Linked DNA regions of Gossypium hirsutum: region 2 is linked to region 1. The links are chromatin contacts, called in public Hi-C maps. All regions are on one chromosome and are shown on one strand. The core of a region is the stretch at or near the end of the contact, and the rest is flanking DNA. Distances in the headings are between cores, read along the strand shown. Region 1 holds the start of LOC107901582 (40S ribosomal protein S12). Region 2 holds the start of LOC107901586.

What was found. Hi-C and Micro-C count contacts between places; a contact is called where the count stands out from the background.
Region 2: a contact with region 1 is called in a Hi-C map of leaf, with 2.6 times the contacts expected there. The contact joins the promoter of LOC107901586 here to the promoter of LOC107901582 in region 1. A contact is called at or near these places in 3 of 34 Hi-C or Micro-C datasets (hypocotyl, leaf and seedling).

Annotation. Positions count from the first base shown.
Region 1 is chrD06:22,367,406-22,370,917 of Gossypium_hirsutum_v2.1, forward strand. LOC107901582 (40S ribosomal protein S12) reads left to right here and starts at 2,010. Exons shown (of 6, transcript XM_016827636.2): 1 at 2,010-2,106; 2 at 2,213-2,257; 3 at 2,528-2,816; 4 at 3,481-3,512. The coding sequence starts at 2,250.
Region 2 is chrD06:22,635,456-22,639,102 of Gossypium_hirsutum_v2.1, forward strand. LOC107901586 reads left to right here and starts at 1,340. Exons shown (of 3, transcript XM_041095567.1): 1 at 1,340-1,474; 2 at 2,039-2,153; 3 at 2,455-3,011. The coding sequence starts at 1,359. The coding sequence ends at 2,664.

The sequences.
Region 1 (3,512 bases), core at 760-3,259:
TTAAAAATAAAACATAAGAACAAAAGCAAAAATTCAACAACCCAAATTTTCACTTCTTATCTCTATGCTGAAACGCAGAATCTGAGTTTGGTAGGGAGAAGTATGAAATACTTTTCCCTTGATTGGACTATTGAAAATGCATTGAAATCTTAAACCAACTTAATCAAGAAAAACAAACAATTACCTATACTAAATATATGCATGAAGAATCCAACCTCTAATGTCAACAAACAAATCTAGACAGACATGTTTACCATAGCATTAGGTTGCTGAGATTAATTTAAAAACAAATTTTTATGTTCAATGCATAGCACTAAAGTTTTAAAATCTAAGCCAACTAAAAGGAGAAAGAACAATAACAATGTTTATGTAAGGTTAACTGTGAGAGAGATGGAGATGGCCTGTGCTAATTTTTTATGGGTAAACTACACCATAAGTCCTTGTATTATGTGTAAATTATAAATTTAATTTATTTCTTTTTAATCTTTATACTTTTGAAATTTTAATTCTAATCAAAATTAAGTTATCAAATCATTATGTTGACTCTTGTTATTTCCAAGGTCTTATACGACAAATATAGTGTTGAAGTGATGGATGCAATGCCCACCAAATGTGATAGATGCAGTATTGTTATTAATTGTTAAGAAGACATAATGTTTGAGTGGTAGTGATGGATGCAGTGCCTACCAAAGGTGACACTGCGAAAAGAACAACAAAAACAAAAAACAGAATAAATTGTTTATGCAAATCGATTTTCCTATGTTTGCGAAGTCTAGCTCAATGAGTAAATTCACTATCTTGCAACCAAATACAATAAGTGGTTTAAGTTCTATCACACCTTGGTATAACAACGTTTCTTTTGTACTTAAAAGTATAAATCAATCACTTCTTTCACTAAAAACGTGAAAACTTAGACTGCAAAACCACGCAACTAAATTGTTTTACTCTCTTAATGCACTCACTAGAATATGTTCCTCAATGAACATAAAGTGTTATTAACTCTCAATACAAAACCTATACAAGTCACTTCAAATATATAAGAGTTTGAGACTAACTATCATACTAGATCTAATTCAATCAATTCCATTACAAAATTGCAGGTAAAATAACATACATATATATATATATATGGTATGATAATTAAGTTCAAGATAAGTAGGATTAATTGAGATAAGTCTTTAATGCAGTCTTGATATGACCTCCATAATTCAAGGAATTTAATTGCTTCATCTGATCCAATCCTTAAGATATGTTGCTTCAAATGGATATATCTTCATAGAAGGACTATCATATTTCTACAATATTAGCATGATTCACATTCAAAATTTTTGTTTCAAAAATTGCCAACTTCAAACATTGAAAGTTATAAAGTCTGTCGCAGTGTTAGCTCAATGACCACTTCCATTAACATCGCACGAGCCACTTCAAGTATACTTGCCTCAAAAAATATTATTACATGTGTCATGTCATTTAAACTTGTTATTTCTACATATTACTCATAAAAAAATTAATTGATAGAGTTAATGATTACCGTTTTATGTTAAGATTGAGAATTCAAAATTTAAAATGTATGAGGACTAAAAATGAACAATATTGGAGAAAATGGGCTAAACCTACAAACTTTATGCATTAATAGAAGAATTTAACCAAAGGAATTTAAATGTTAGTATCTAAATCAAGATTGGAATTTTAAAATTCAAAAAATACAAAGACTAAAATTAACAATTTAAAAGTACAAATACTAAATCAACTACTTACAGATACATGATTAATAGCAAAAATTAACCAAAAAGATATAATTGCTACTATTTGGATTGTGATTAAAATTTTAAAATTCAAAAATATAGTAACTAAATTTAACTAATTTAAAAAGTATAATAATTAAATCCATATCTTACACATAATATAAGGACTAATAACAGAATTTCACCTAAGAAAAAACCCAATAGAATTTAGCGCATTACAAAGCCCAATTAAAAGAGAGGAGCCCAAAGGACCCAATTAAAAGATTGAAAGAAATAGGGCTTCGTTTATAAGAATCCCTTCTCTATTATTGCTAAAACCCTTCGCCATTCCTTCGCCACCCAGCTGCTGCAAATCTCTCTCGTGGGTTCGCCGCTCTTCATATTTCTGTTCTTTAGCTTTCGCTGTTTTTAGATTAGCCAAAAGATCCGGTTCCATTAACGCTTTCTTTTTCTTCTTCTTTTACCAGGAAACAATACCTCCGGTTCCAACTTCAGCTCAAAAATATGTCAGGGTAAGCAACAATTTATCCCTTTTTTAAGGTTTCAAGGCCGTTTTCAGTACACTATCACATAAATTTAAATCTTTTTGTTGGGTTTGTTCTGATTTCTCCATATGAAATTCGAATTGCTTTGCATTCTCATTATATACCCTTTGGGTTTGTTTGAATTGTTTATTTTATTTCAGATATTATTATTATTCGGAAGTTTTATCATGATTAGGGATAACTTTTTATTTTTATTTTAATGTATTTATGTTGTGTTCGTGCTGTTTGCTCTTGCAGGGAAGAAGTTGCGGTTGCCCAACCCGAGGCGGCGCCTGCACTCGGTGAGCCAATGGACATCAACACAGCCTTGCCCCTTGTGGTTAGGAAGTCACGAGCTCACGGTGGGCTCGCACGGGGATTACATGAAGCTGCTAAGGCAATTGAAAAGCACAATGCACATCTTTGCGTTATAGCTGATGACTGTGACCAGCCGGATTATGTTAAGCTGGTCAAGGCACTTTGTGCTGATCATAATGTTAAAGTGCTACGTGCCCCGAGCGCAAAATCACTTGGCGAGTGGGCTGGTGTAAGTGGCATTTTGTTGCTTGTTTATGTTTGAATTATTTCCTTGTGATCAGAACATGCTGAGGGTGCTGAACTGATACTGCTTGTTCATTATATGTTGAGTAGTTATTAGTTTTTGGAGACATTAAGTTAGAAAGCCAAATTGAAAGGGACTACTATTTCTGTAAATGCCGGTATTGTCATGGCACGATTGCATCTTGTGCCTTAGCACTAGACAACAACAGCTTCTTAGGTCCTTTGTGGCAAGTGCCATTTGATTAGGCACCTGCCCGATGTGCCTAGGTGTGCTTTTTTGCAAGGCAATAGGCATAAAATATAAGCTTGTCTGATTGAAGTCCATTTAAATTTCCTTTATTTTTCAAATTTTCAATAGATTATCTTTACTAGTAAGAAAGGGTCAGTACTAAATTTTCTCCTTCTCAATATTTGAATATTCGACAATAGGCATGGACCATAAGAAAATCATGCATATTGAGCAATAAAAAAAGTTGCTGTTTTGTATATATTTATATACAAAACACACATGCATATGTAATGCACTTCAGTCACACTAGCACTCTTTTTGGCACCTTGTGCCCGAGGTAGTATAAGGGTTGTAGCTCCTAAAGTGTGCCTTGCACCCTTGAAAATTGGTAAATGCTGATTGTGTTCATCTGTACATGCAGTTGTGTAAGATAGACTCTGAGGGTAAAGCACG
Region 2 (3,647 bases), core at 90-2,589, 270 kb after region 1:
TATTTTTACAAAAAAAAATATTTAAAAACAAATAAAATATTAGGTGAAATGGTAAAATAGTTTTACGTATATTACACCTTCACGATAAATTTATAAAAATATTTAATGTAAAATTTAATAATATTTATCGCTTTGTAAAAAAAATAAAATTTTAATTAACATCTAGTTAAGTGGGGCATAAGCGAGGAATGTTTCAGTGGAAATCCAATTAGCACATGTAAAAGCTTTTTGTAAATGGGAAGTTGTTGCGACTAAAAATATTTTATATATAATGAAATCTAATTTCCATTTTTTATGTTTAAATTAAGATTGAATTTTTTTATAATAGTATTAGTAAGTTTAAATTGTTTCTGTCAATAGTTAGAAGATTAAATTAAGTGAGAAGGACTAAAACAATAATTAAATCATTTTTAAAACTATGAAATAAGGTCCCACCCACCCCTTTCTGTTAAACAAGCATGTGAAACCATCTCGTGGCGAGAGATGGTGCCTTCATATATGGACAATGTATAATTGTCACCGACACCCTTTTACTCATTTTTTTAACTTTGGCTTATGATTTGTTATAAAGCAATTCTTCCAAATAATTTTAAACATCATTTTGTATAATAATAATGTTATTTTATAATATGAAAATAATTATTTGTGTGCAAATGCCAGAAGTAATCACATATATATAATACTAGAAATCTTATCGTATGTGTGAAAATTACCTAATTAAGATATAATAAATAATAAAAAGTATGATTTAAAATTAATTAGTTGTAACAAATAAAACATATACAATATTAAAATAAATAAATAAAAACATATTAAATGATGAGTAAAACAAAATTTAAATAGAAAAACATATCAAATTGATAATACTAGCAGCATGTTTGGTTGGCATGAATAGCCATTCCATTCCTTGCCTATTCAATTGCCCACCACCAAACGTTAGTTTGGTTGGCTGTAATATCATTACATCCTGATTCCATTCAGGCCCTATTACACCCATCGGCTGTAATAGCCATTCATTCCCTTCAACGTTGAATAGGGATTTCATCCGCCGTTTCTTTCCTATTTTCCATTTTCTGCCCTCAGCTTCATCTTCTCCTACGTTTTCTTCTTTTCCAAATTGCAGAGGTAATTTTGTTCCTTCTTTATGATTTTTCCTTCTTACGTTTGGGTAGTTAGAAACTTTTCTGCCCTTAGCTTCATCTTCTCCTACATTTCTTTTCTTCATTTTATCAGGAACGAAAATGAAACATAAAAGAAACTTTATGATTTTTCCTTCTTACGTTCTTCCCCTTTCCCTGTTAATAGAAACATAAAAGAGAAATGTATTTTTTTCCAACAGATTGAATGCAAAACAACCGATGGGAGAAGAAAACAAGAAGATTAGGAAAGAAGAGGTAATTGCAAAGCTCAAGGACAATGGTGACTTCGACAAGCTCCGTCTCAAAATCATCCGCAAGCTCAAGGACAACTTACGTTTTTTCTTCTTCTTTTTTTAATCACCAATATTATCTACTTTTTTTATCTTTTATATATTTTTTCTAGGATTTAGGTAAAAGTTTTAGAATGCTGAACTTTTGGGTAACCTGGAAATCATGGATGCTTGTTGTCTGTGATTGTTTGCTTGAATGGGTTTTGTCTTGATTTTGAGTTTTGGGTATCTTCATGGAATTTAATTTGATTATTATATCTGGGTATAATTTATTAATTTCAAATTCAAGGCCATGTTTGATTAAGCTGCTTTGCTGCTATAGATTGTTGACAAATGTGATTATTGTAGATCGATTATCAGCCTATGCTTTTCAAAAACAAGCCAAATAGCTTGATTCAACTTGTTTAGATAAAAGCAGTTGTTCAGCTCGAGCTATGCATTTTATACTTGCTTTCTTTCCTAATGGATTCAAAGAATGACTCTGTCAACTCAAGAACACGCCGAATGCAACCTTCGTATATTTATTACTTTAAATGAATATGAAGTAAATAGCGGCATTCTTACCGTGTTCCTTTATAATATGTTCTGAATAAAGCAATAAATTTACCTTAGAATATGCAACAACATCATTTCAGCTGTGAAGCAGTCGGCAGCACTTAATCGTCTTGGCTCTGAAAACATGAAAGTAAGGCAACTATCAGATGCCATACATGATGAGGTTGGGTAAGTGGACCTTGTTGTCAAAGTTATTTATGACTTTAAACTTAAGAACTTCATTTATATGTGTATATATACATATAAGAGTGAAAATTAAAAATCCATATTGGATTTCTTAGTTGAAATAATGCGTGTTCCCGAATAAAATGCTTGCATATTTCTTTATGGTGTGTTTTATTTATGCGAAATTTGGTTATTAAAAATTTCAGCATTGGGAATAATAAGATACGGATATAAGTATAAATTGGGAGCAGTTTGTGAGAAGAATATCAACTTAGAGTTTCATTAGCTATTCAAGAGTATGTTAGATTTTCCATGTAGTCAATAATGTTAATGTTAATGCGACACTTCAATTTTTTATAATGATTAGGAACAAAGTGATGGGACAGATTTCAGATAGTCTCTGGGAAATAATAAGATCGAAAGGTAGCACAAGAACTGGAATTACAGAAACAGTTGTTTCCCACAGAAATAATAATAAGAGTAAACTTGCAAGTTGTTTCCCACAGCCATCGTAATGTAAATGTTGCACTGTAAATGGATCAGTCGTGAACCACTGAGACGGTATACCTCTTTCTCTGCTCTAATGGCCTTTCCTTTCTGTTTTCAATCGGGGAGGGAGCCTTTTATCTACTAATTGTAATAACCCGGTTCTATATTCCTTTTTGATAATTTCTTCTATGCTAGCATTCTTGAGAATCAGCAAGGGGTTACTAATATTGTAAGAGTCTGTTTTACAAAAATAACCATTCTTATTGTCATTTGCTGGTTTTCACTAGTTCCTAATCTCTGTTGCTTTATTTGATTGTTACTAATAACTGGTTTATTGGAGCTTTTGAAAATGCACAAGGTAGGGATATGAAAATTGAAACTGTATATGCCTCTTATTTGAACGACTTTCTAAACTTTGTATCAACTCTGTATCTCCCCTTTTTTGGAGATATTTACCTTAATTCCAGCAGCAAACAGGCTGATTTTCTAATGTTTCTATTTCATGTAAATGCACTTTGTAGGACTTCTTTGGCACATGAAATGACCATATTAATTCTTTTCATGGATTTTTCTCTCTAACCTTTCTACTTATTGTTGTTGTTGATCTTCTGATAGACATTATTGCTATTTACATTTTTTAAGCAACTTCATTATCAAGTATTGATTTTGAGTTTAGAAAATCAAAGATACTCCACATCTATAACTGGATGTAATTAATGAGCGTTAGATATAGGTATGTACTTGACATACCTTTGAGTGAATTCACCAATTTTATATTCTGATTCTACTCGAGTAAATGTCATTAAGTTACCTTGTGCAACAGATGAATTTGCCTCTCCAACATTTGTCAAAGTCCTTGTGCATATTTGAGATGGTCTTAATTTGACAGAAAATGAAGTATAGTTTAACTCTCCTTGCGGTTTACTTGGCTTTTCTTAGCACTTGGTCGATCTATGTGCAGGCATCCTAATATATAATATAGAATTCACCATGAGGCTTTATTCTAACA